Linked DNA regions of Zea mays: region 1 is linked to region 2. The links are chromatin contacts, called in public Hi-C maps. All regions are on one chromosome and are shown on one strand. The core of a region is the stretch at or near the end of the contact, and the rest is flanking DNA. Distances in the headings are between cores, read along the strand shown. Region 1 holds the start of LOC100280822 (alanine aminotransferase 2). Region 2 overlaps LOC103634138.

Region 1 (6,076 bases), core at 892-3,391, 170 kb after region 2:
AAAACATTGCTTTACACTAAAGGGTTAAATATTTGCCAAGAAGGTAGTGGGCACCTCTCCTCTGCAAGCAGCAGCATAATCTAGGGCGAGGCTTGGTGCAGCTTCCTTGTAGGGGCATATGAACTTATCCATGAAGGCACTCTCACTCATCTGGACAGCAGTATAGTAGCTCCGGTCCTGCTCCAACAATCCATTTTCCTTCACGCCTAGTTTGGATCACTGTAATTGAATTCCATTCTAATAATAGTAATTTAGACATATATCAATTAAGATAATTCACTTTTGTACAAAATATATTTGTATACTATTATTAGCAATATATCCTAAATATTTATGTGCTACATTTTTACTATAGAGGAGTAGAACGAAGAGTGTCATATAAGTTATAGATTAGAAACAAATTCTAATCATGCATAAAATCATTTCCCATCCTCCACCCTATGAATTTGAGATAGGCTTATATCTGAACTTTAGAAAGTGGTGGAATGTCAAATTCCAAACTAAATAAGTTACTTTATTGAGTGAATTCTAATTCTTTTGATTTGAAGGAATCCAAACGCCCCGTCAGGTAATTCACAACATAGTGTCGGGGCATGAGGCGGCGTTCCAAGCTATATGTAAGCAGAGCAGGCCTGTGAGCAATGTACTCTGGCTCCAACCCAACCTTGGTGATCAGGAACGCGGATCCGGGCGTCGCCGGGGGCGCGACCCTGTGCTTGCCAAATTGAAAATTTAGCAAAGTATTTTTTTTACCTTGTTGATTATGTTGGATAACCGCATGTCCCTAATTTGAATGATATTGCTCCTTATCTCTAAACGACCAACTGTAGCTTGTTCTATTGAAAACTCATCAGAATAATCCATAGAGATAACATCACCAACAAGGACTGAATCATCCAGAGATGCATCAATGGCCATTGGAGCTAGGGAAGTCGGCCTAACTACCTTCAACCCGACTTGGCCAACTTGTACAGTAGAAGACACCATGGAAATCGATTTAACGGACTCTAAGGGAGTGTTTGAATACACTAAAACTAATAGTTTTAGTGGCTAAAATTAGTTGGAGACATCCAAACACCCTAGCTAATATTTTAGCTATTAACTATTTTTAGTAAATTAGTTACAAGTTAGCTAGCTATTTATTAGCTAGCTAATTCTACTAACAAATTTTTAGCTAACTAACGCATTCAAACACTGTCTAAACAGGTAATCTAGGCACGCGAAGTCTGACTGGCCAGCCCAAACTCAGCCTTTGTAGTAGAGAGAGCCGACCTTGGCGGCCTGCACGACATTTTTGAACTTTTTTTATCGGTTTGGTCTTCATTACTTTATATTCTTTGTCAACCAAATACTCCCTTCCTCTTAAATTATAATTCGTTTGATTTTTTTTATGTAAAGTTTTATGTATAGTCCACCTAGTTAACTTTAAAAGTTGGTTAGTCTAGATTTTATGGAGGCCGACTACAATAGCAAATCTAACAATAAAAAAGTTAGCTAGATCAGATTTCAAGAACAGTCTGACCGATTTTGAAGATTTGATTCAGGTTAATTCTACGATTTTGAAGATCCGACCTAACCTAATTTTACGTTCAGACTAAAGACATGTTTGTTTAAGATTATGATATGTCTAGTTATATAATTTAACTTATTTTAAACTAACACTTAATTTAAAATAAGTTAGATTATATGATCAGAATATTATATTTATATAATTCCAAACAAATAACTCTAATATCGATTCTGGTTTATATTGTATAATTTTTATGTTGAATATTACGGCGCGCCAACAAATTGCGATCGTTATGTAATCATGTATACGACCGACTGTACTATTCATAAAATATAATTCAAAATAGGAGATGCTCGAGATAGCCTGGCAAGGGAGGAGGTATCGGAGGCGGCGTCGCCTGCCGCGAGCGCACCATGCGTCAACGCTCAGGACCTCTCGCAGGCGCGCTGTTGGATCGTGAGCAAGCACGCGTGGCAAATGGCATGCATTCCTCTCGTGCAAGTGCCGAGCTGAGGGTCCCGACGCGGGGGGCAGGACGTGGCAGAGCGCCGCCCAGGCGGACGCCAAGTGCCGAGCTACCAGGGCACCTTCTTTATTCCGTCCTTGCTCAGTCACACCTCGCTCTCGCTCACTCTCGCCGTCCGCACAGCCGCTCATCGTCTCCCACTGCCTGCCCTCTCCCTGCGCCGGCCGGTGCCCCGACGCGCCATGTCGTACAACAAGGCCCCGTCCATCACCGCCGAGACCATAAATCCCAGGGTTTCTTCTTCAGAAATCATATATATGTTCATCCATTGCATTCTTCCGATTTAAACTGAAAAGCTTAGGTGACGTACGTTGTCCCTTCGTTTGAAGGTCAAGATCATCAGATACGCGCCTTGCGGGGAGATCGTCAAGCACGCAGCGGTAAATTGCACCACTGCTGTTAATTCATGCTGCTTTACGACGACCCCTCGCACCTTTTTTTTTTGCAAAATTACGATGACTAATAGGAGGACAAAAAATATTGCCTTTCGCTATGTGTCTCGTTCAGCGGCTGGAGCAGGAGATAGAGGAGAACCCTGCTTCTATCCCTTTCCAAGAGGTGAAAACTCCTCCCCTGTGCAGCAAGCAAGTGCGTGCGTGCGTGTATCACAATCTATATATCACCTAACTTGACCAGCCTTCCATGCTGTCCAACAGATAATATACTGCAACCTCGGGAACCCCCAGGTCCTTGGTCAGCCGCCACTAACTTTCTTTCGTGAGGTTACCACCCTTAATTACCCTCAGAAACACAAAAGAACAAGACAACGCAAGTGTGTTTGATGGTCGAAATTGCTGGCTCCAGGTTCTCTCCCTGTGCGACAACCCAGCCCTCATGGACAGAGATGAAGCTCGTGCCTTATTCAGGTTGGACTATGCAGCTGAGCTCGCTTTACTGTTTACTGTACTATTACCTCCGTCCTTTTTTTTTATTTGTCGTGTTTTAGTTAAAATAAACTAACGGACGACAAATATTCGAGAAAGTAGCTTCATAAGCTGAGTATGATACATAGTTTGGCAGAAACTTGACTCTGACAATGTTTCCATCTACTGTGTCGCAGCCCTTGTAGCATAAGAAGGGCCAGGAGGATCCTAAACTCGATCCCCAGCAAAGACACTGGTGGATATACTGATTGCCGGGTACCCAACTGAAACTGCTTAGCTTTCTTATAAATAAACAAACACTGGGATGGTGTATATTTTCCCCTTCACACTTACTGGTTACATCGTTCAATCACACTTGCTTGGTGTGATCAGGGAATCAAATGCCTGCGTCAAGTAGTAGCAGATGGGATTACCGCAAGAGACGGTTTTCCATCGACAGCGGACGATATCTTTCTGACAGATGGAGCCACCTCAGCGGTAAGACTCTGCATTTCAGAACCTACATCTACATGACGCAGCACAGATGGAACTGGATCCTTTACATACAGATACGAACATCAGTGTCAATACCTTCAGCTCGACCGCGGCTCCTTTCTGCCCCTTTTTTGCAGATCAACTTGATGATGCAGATACTCATCAGGTCTCACGAAGACGGCATCTTGAGCCCTCTACCCGAATACCCCTTGTACTCGGCCTCCATCATACTGCACGGTGGAACGATGGTACAGCACTAGTGTAGTTCAAAAAGATAGCCAAGCAATATCTGCGAAACGCAGTAGAAGTGGCTTGTTTAAAATGTTCAAGCCCAAACTAACCATCAGATTCATCGCTCTTCTCCTTTTTCAATCAGTTCTTTTTTTTTTGGTTTCTTATATTAGAAGACAAAACACACGTGTGTGCTCTATGCTTGGGATAACTACAATACTGAACTGTGACCAGGTGCCGTACAATCTCACTGAAGATAACGGTTGGGGCCTAGAGATCTTTGAAGTCAAGAGGTGCTTGGAAGAGGCTCGTTCGGCTGGCCTCACTGTTAGAGCTATGGTGGTAATAAATCCCGGCAACCCTACTGGACAGGTATATATGGCACATTGTTTTCCTGAATCCTTTTACATGTTCCAATAAAGAAAACAGATGAAAATTTTCAGAGTAGTTCTTACCAGTGATGATCTGGTTATTGGAAAATTTTCAATTTAATCTCGTTTCAGCTCAGGTTGTACCAGAGTTTCTCTTCGTCAACACATCTCATTCCTTTAGTTATAGGTGCTATCCGTCACAAACCAGGAGGAGATAGTAGAGTTTTGTCGGAAGGAAGGTCTGGTTATACTTGCTGATGAGGTTTGTACTAATGGGGTGTTTGTTTGGGATTATTCAGATTATAATCCCAAACAAACAGGCTCTAAGTCTTTAAAATGTAGCCTTTTTTGCATTATCGAATCACATATTCACATTAACTTTGTTAAGAAGAAGAAGAAAAAAGGGTACATTCTGTCTTGAAAATCAAGTACCGAAATGTATTCGCAGGTATACCAGGAAAATATCTACGCAGAGAACAAGAAGTTCCATTCCTTCAAGAAAGTGGCCAGATCACTTGCTTACGACGAAAATGACCTCACCCTAGTATCACTTCATTCCGTTTCAATGAGTGAGTCTTCTTCCTTTATATATCAAAAAAAAATATGACCTTAAATCTTTGGCGGGTCCAGTCTGAAGTTCGTCTGTTCTCCCATCTTCTGGACCTGGCAGGCTATGGGGAGAGTGGCAGAAGAGGAGGCTACATGGAGGTGTCTGGTGTTGCAGCTAATGTGAAGGATCAGATTTACAAGGTGGCTTCTTTAACACTCTGCCCCAACATTGCTGGCCAGATTCTCGTCAGCCTTGCAATGGATCCACCGAAGGTTTGTAACCTGAACTAAATCATCACAAAATTGGCTTCATCCGTCCCAGTATTTATTCTTTTTATACAGAACTTCCCTTGTGACCTGTACGCAGCTAGGAGATGAATCTTTCGAGTCATTTGATAAGGAGAAGGAACAGATCCGTTCATCCTTCTGCAAGCGAGCCAAGGTGCGCAAGCCATCATCTCAACCATCCTTCACGCACATGGATCGGCAGCGTACGAGACGCCTTGCACAATGGCATGATCTTGATCCCCTCCTCTTGTCTGTGCAACTGCAGACCCTGGAGAAAGCTTTCAGCGGCCTGGAGGGCGTGACTTGCAACAAGTTAGAGGGTGCGCTGTACTTGTTCCCACGGCTCCACCTCCCCTCCGCTGCGATCAGGGCCGCCGATTTCGAGGGAGTTTCACCTGACATATTCTACGCTCACCGCCTGCTTGATGCCACCGGGATTGCCGTTGTGCCGGGCTCTGGGTTCCACCAGGTCAGTCAGCCTCAGCCTCCTCTTGGATGAACTATATATGAGCCTTTCGTCTTGTAACATTCCATTCGAAATTACAACTTATTGTAATTTTAATGATCTCTCAGGGATACCTTAAAAATTCTGTAAAATCTTAGGATTAATTAAAAAATCATTGAGCCATTGATTTTCAGTAGGGTCCAACGATAGGCAATAATAGTCATCAACTGTATTGTGTGCCCACTTCTACAATTACAGAAAAATACTCTAAATAAGCTCTCCAAATTTATAAAACACCTAGATTGGATGACAATATTTTTGTCTATATTTTTTAAAAAAATTTACAACCATTTGCTCTAGTATTAACAATAATAGCCCCATTTGCTCTAGTATTAACAATAATAGCCTTTCAATGTGTTGTGTTTGATATACTTTTAGTTGAAACCATCTAGTACAGTAATTGATATACTCGTTGCTTCCTTCCTATATATGTTCCCTTTGTCTATGTATGTGTATATGTGGCTCATCTGGTGACACACATCACACATGTCTATTTTGAATTAGCTTTGTGTGTTAACAATATTAGAAGCTTGATTTAGAAACAAGTATAAGAAAGGGTGAACCACGTTCAATCTAACCCGATTCGGTCTTCCATCCTTTACATGTTTCCGGTCATCAACAACTGAACTGAAATATATTAGAAAAAATATTGAAGACCGAGCAATTCGGTTTGCTCAACCCTCTTATTATGCTCACCCCTGTATGTATGTAAGAGGAATTGGAGTTCTTTTTGCACAG
Region 2 (5,398 bases), core at 2,572-5,071:
GATGGGGCCGAAGTGTTCAGGGTTGTATCCTGATGGTCCGGCCATGTACGGTGCGACCTGAGTGTTTTGTGTGCGGGCCTGCATCTGGTCGGACGGTCCGGCGAAATACGCCGCACGGTCCGCGGTATAACCGGACTGTCTGAGATGATGCTCGGACGGTCCGGTCGCGTCCAGTACCTGTCGCGTGCCTAGTGGTTGCGGCTGTGATGGTGACACGAAAGCATTCATCGGCATACCATATGATAGCTGGGTCAAAGGTGACCCGTTTATAGCCGATGTGTTTGACGTGGGTGGCACTGTATTAGACTCTCGCGATGGAAAATTAGGAGCAGCTGATTTCTCGTATGCACGTAAATGCATTTTAATAGATTCATCTACATATTGCTTTAACTGATCTCCTCGTTGATCCATGAAAGTCGTAAGAGATAGATCTGGAGTACTTACAGCGGGACCCTGCAGTGGAGGTAGGAGAGATTCCATATCGATCTCCCCTTGACGGACGATCTTCTGGTGGCGATCCACCGTGAAGTGTGACAAGTACTTGTCCGCCGCCTCCTTGCGCCGTTCGGAGAGTTTATGCAGCAGTTCCGCCTCTTCCTTGTCGCGTTGTTCGTTCCATTGCCGCATCACCTCTTTCTCATCGCGCATTACGAGGTCTTCAAAGGGCCTTTGGTCATCAGCCGGGAGCGCCTCCATGGCCGGCTTGATGATGTTGGTAGTGGAGATCTTGGTGTGATCCTTAGAACCGGCCATTTATGGGCCGATTTTTAGCAGATCTAGACACCTATTCCCCAGCGGAGTCGCCAAAAAGTATGTTGACGCCTTTTCGGAGCGCCAAATACTCAAGAAGAACCGGCGGCGGTGCTCTCTGGTCAGGCGCGGACGGTCCGCGACTTGGGACCGGACGGTCCGCGACCTGGCGCAGGGGCTAGGTTTTCCTGCCTGACGTCCGGACGGTCCGCGCCTTGGGGCTGGACGGTCCGCGCGTGTGCAGGGGCGGCGGAAGATCGCCGGCGGCGCCTGGATCTCGCTCCCGGGAGGGACCCCGTCGGGGAGGAGAGATCCTAGGGGTTGTCTAGGCTCGGGCCGGCCGACCTAGACTCCTCTAATCGACGTAGAGTCGAGGAGAGGCGGAGAATTTGGGGATCGAGAGGCTAAACTAGAACTAGACTAGAACTACTCCTAATTGTACTGGAAATAAATGCGAATAGAAGTTGTATTGATTCGATTGTTGGGGGTTTAATCGGCCGTAGCCCTTCATCTATATAAAGGGGGAGGTCTGGATCCGTTTCCAACTGTTTCCCGGGTTAATCCCGCGGTTTTAGGTAACAAATCCCGCGAGAAACTAGGAACCCTAACTGACTCTGCGCGCGCGCGGACCGTCCACGTCACCACCGCGGACAGTCCGGACCGCGGACCGTCCGGCCTCAGGGCCGGACCGTCCGCCAGGCTCTTTTTAGCCTCCAACAGTATAGAATCTGAGTATCATAGGATTACGTGCGGAGGAAGATAAAGTTGTCCATGAGGCTCAAGATCTATAAAGTGACGGATTACTACTATTGCGATAACTCAACCGATTATATGTTTATGTTGATTTTCAATGGTTTTTACCCAAACGAATTTTATAGAAGCTGTCTGAAAAACTAAGTGTTTTGGCAGTATGCAGCAGCTTTTAGTGGCCAGAAGCTGCGAAAAGCCAAAACAGACAGGGACGTTGTTCTCCCATTGCCGATTTTGACAAAATTGAAGTGATTGCATGATCGCAGACGTTGTTCTCCTGCAGGCCTCGTGTCACCTTCTGCCTGAACCCCAGGTGACCCAGGACAATCGCGCTGGTTGATGCGTTATGTGAAACTAGCTTGAGGAGCAGGCAAGGGTTTTGATTGAACTTGCTTGTCCTCGACTCCCTGCCCACCTTGTTGCTTCTCTTGGCAGACGTTTCTCCAAGGCACAGGCATCGTCTACAAGAGGCAGAGGCCTTCTCACACCGTTCGCTAGCGATTATTCCGTACTTTAGGTAGGTAGTGTTTGGTTAAAGAGCCAATTAGAACAGAGTCGTTTTGTCACAGTTTTGTTATTGTTTGGTTACAAATTAACTAAAACGGAGTGACTTCAATTATGGAATATTCCTCCTCAGATCCGGAACCATCCCACTCCAAAAAATGAACTGGACGGAGCCGCTCCGCTCCCGGCCCGCTCGCACAGTCACGCGACTCAGGTACCTCTCTCCTCACGCGACTCAGTGACTCTTCAACTAAACAAAGGATTGAGCCGCTCTGTTCCAGTTCACTCTGTAACCCAACAAAAAACAGAGCCGCTCCGTTCCAGCTTACCAAACACAGAACAGAGCGGCTCCGTTCCTAAAATCAAGGATGAAACGACTCTGTTCTACCTGGCTTATCAATCAAACACTACTCGCACCAAACACCCCTTCACTGGCGCTTTCGAGCAACTAAAAAATCCCTAAAATTAATTTAGAGTGTTATTAATCAAAAATCATATTTGTTGGCTCTGATTCGGACACCAATCACTGCGATGAGAACCGAAGGCGGTGTTTTCTGCGGAGGTGCGGACGGTTTGCTGTCAGGAGTCGGATGGTCCACAACCTAACACAGAGGCTAGGGTCCTGCTTGATGAGCCGGACGGTCTGCTGTCAGGAGCCGGATGATCCGCGACCTGACGCAGAGGTTAGGGTCCTGTTTGACGAGCCGGACGGTCCGCGCGTGCATTGGGGCGGCGGAGTTCGTCGATAACGCATGAATCTCGCTTCCGGGAGGGACCTGTCGGGGAGGAGAGATCCTAGACGTCTTTAATCGACGTAGAGTCGAAGAAAGATGAAGATTTTGAGAGAGAAATCTAATTTACTATCTACTCATGTGGAAAATGTAAAGAACTAGATGTATATTGATTGATCTATTGTTGTGTTCCAATCGATCATAGCCTTCCATATATATAAAGGGAGGCCTAGACTCGTTACAAGCTATTTTTCGAGTTAATCCCGCAGATTTAGCTAACAAATATCGCAACTCGGAAACGTAACTGATTTTGTGCATTCGCGGACCGTCCGCAACACCAGCATGGAGTGTCGGACCGACGACCGTCCGGCCTTACGGTCAGACCGTCCGCTCGGACAATTTGTGGTGCTCAACAATATTCAAACAGTTCATAAAGTAAGGTATTCAACTACACCACCTTTCTAAATGCCCATTTTTAGTCCCTAAACTTAAGGAGTTGTTTAGAACTGACTGTAGCCTATTTCACGTGTTAATCGCACCATAACATCTAGACAAATTAGTAAACAAGCAAATTTAACTATATTACTCATTTCGTCCAAATTTATGAGACGTACTATTTTTTTATTCTTGATCCATGAGATAAAAAGTGCTCTCTCTCTCTCTCTCTATATAGTTGTAGCAGTACAAAGTGTATTAAGGAAGTATTTAGTTTATAAGGACTAATTTTAGTCTTTCAATTTTATTATATTTCAATTACTTAATTGTTAAATACGGAAACTAGAACAATATTTCAGTTTCTGTATTTAATAATTTAAAATCTAAAATAAAATAAAATAAAAAGATTAAAAATTAGTGCTTAGAAATCAAATATCTCCTAAATATATTTCTTAGTTTTTAATTAGAGGTGATTAAGACTTGGAGTATATATCAGGATTCCGGACAGCAGAGATCACAGCGCTCCACCGAAAAAAACAAGCTCTCTGTTCCCACATGATTTTGATCTCCCGCGGTCCCGCCCCCTCCCCTATCCGTGCTCGCGCTCCTCCACCAATAGGAGTCAAGCCGTCCCCATCCAACGGTTCACGCCACTCCTCTCACTTCTGACGCGGATCGCTCCCCATCCGACGCCTCCAACTTCCTCTCCCACCTCTATATATTGTCTTCCACCGCCAGCCGATACATTCACCAAAGTCCAAGCACCTTCCCAAAAAATCCCCCATTTTCTTCGAGGCGAGGAGAGCGTGAAAGACAGGGCACCGGCAGCGACGATGTCGGGGCGCGGCAAGGGCGGCAAAGGTCTGGGCAAGGGCGGAGCAAAGCGCCACCGGAAGGTGCTCCGTGACAACATCCAGGGCATCACCAAGCCCGCCATCCGGAGGCTGGCTCGGAGGGGCGGCGTGAAGCGCATTTCGGGGCTTATCTACGAGGAGACCCGCGGCGTCCTCAAGATCTTCCTCGAGAACGTCATCCGCGACGCCGTCACCTACACCGAGCACGCACGCCGCAAGACTGTTACCGCCATGGACGTCGTCTACGCGCTCAAGCGCCAGGGCCGAACCCTCTACGGCTTCGGAGGCTAGGCTGGATGCCTCTTCTCCTTGCTGTCGTGGATGCCTGTTTGTTGTTAGGGTTACTTCGTTTAGTTCCTTGTCTGTGACGTGTTGGACTATTGTTAGTAGTATTCTTGAAGTTGTGTTTCGAATGTAATCCAATCTTATCGTTCGAGAATTGAAATGATTCCTGGGCAACATTTTGCAGGCAATCTCGTTCGAGAGTTAGGTCCATTATATCTGTTAAGATTTTTTTTCCATACAGCATTGACTAAGTATGAAGCCCATTCCATCCTGAAGATCGTGTATTTCAGAGTTGCAATTCAGTTGTCAAAGTTCTAGCGTGTATGCTAAAATTTTAAGAGGGATACATCGTCTCCTTGCTGAATGAATTTGTCTCATGATCTGAAGCTACTTTCTGTACTGTTTTGTTACACTAAATTTTGGAAAAAGTCGTTTGGGTTGTATTGCTGATGCTCCTGCTCAGTCTTGCTCGCCTTTGAATTTTGAAAGTTGATTGACAAATAAAGAAATGCCGGTGGAGCGTTGTCTTCCATGTGCTTCCCGGCCCATGCTTTCGGTAGACCATTTTGGATGAAACATTTTTTTGATTCTGGATGAAAGTCAATTGAATCTCTATGGAACACAGGAAAACTAGCCATATGTTACCTTGAATCGGCGGGTCTGCAGAGGAGACTACAGGCAGAAACAGAGCAGGTGGATAATGGCTAGCGCCTGTCTGGAAACCGCAAACCAAAGCATGATAAATTCCTGAATCATTTGTTTTTAACTAATTCATGTAAACTTTCTATAAAATTTCTGCGTTTGAAAGGAGCCCTAAAACTCTCCAACAACGCACTATAAAACTTCCTATCCGCTAAATATGGTGTTTCCTCGACTACTTTAAGATTGACTAAGTATGAGTTTGGTTGCAGTATTAGAACAATATTAGAATAATTATGTTCCAACCACTGACCATGAACTAAACAAACTTATTTAAATAATTGTAATATCTTATTTTATTCTGCCACTACAACCAAGCGCACCCTAAAATATCTTTGTCCTCTGTCACTATCATATCGAGCCGAGCCTGTTCTGCAGGCTCGTTGTACC

Evidence for each region. Hi-C and Micro-C count contacts between places; a contact is called where the count stands out from the background.
Region 1: a contact with region 2 is called in a Hi-C map of ear, with 2.9 times the contacts expected there. The contact joins the promoter of LOC100280822 here to the enhancer-like site in region 2. A contact is called at or near these places in 2 of 25 Hi-C or Micro-C datasets (ear and leaf).

Annotation. Positions count from the first base shown.
Region 1 is chr7:125,327,465-125,333,540 of Zm-B73-REFERENCE-NAM-5.0, forward strand. It overlaps LOC100280822 (alanine aminotransferase 2), which reads left to right and starts at 2,142. Exons shown (of 15, transcript NM_001353090.1): 1 at 2,142-2,269; 2 at 2,366-2,416; 3 at 2,544-2,594; 4 at 2,693-2,758; 5 at 2,841-2,902; 6 at 3,097-3,175; 7 at 3,293-3,397; 8 at 3,532-3,642; 9 at 3,860-3,997; 10 at 4,184-4,258; 11 at 4,445-4,565; 12 at 4,667-4,818; 13 at 4,913-4,987; 14 at 5,099-5,302. The coding sequence starts at 2,219. It overlaps LOC103632801 (a long non-coding RNA gene), which reads right to left and starts at 190. Exons shown (of 3, transcript XR_556156.4): 1 at 55-190.
Region 2 is chr7:125,154,365-125,159,762 of Zm-B73-REFERENCE-NAM-5.0, forward strand. It overlaps LOC103634138, which reads left to right. Exons shown (of 4, transcript XM_035961242.1): 3 at 1,767-1,813; 4 at 3,667-4,673. The coding sequence ends at 4,315. Among protein-coding and RNA genes, the nearest start is that of LOC103634138, 7.2 kb to the left of the region's middle. Within about 2 kb of position 3,822, at least 19 of the 20 cell types and tissues checked have an H3K27ac peak or open chromatin away from gene starts, as enhancers often do. A contact at or near this core is called in ear and leaf, where this site is marked.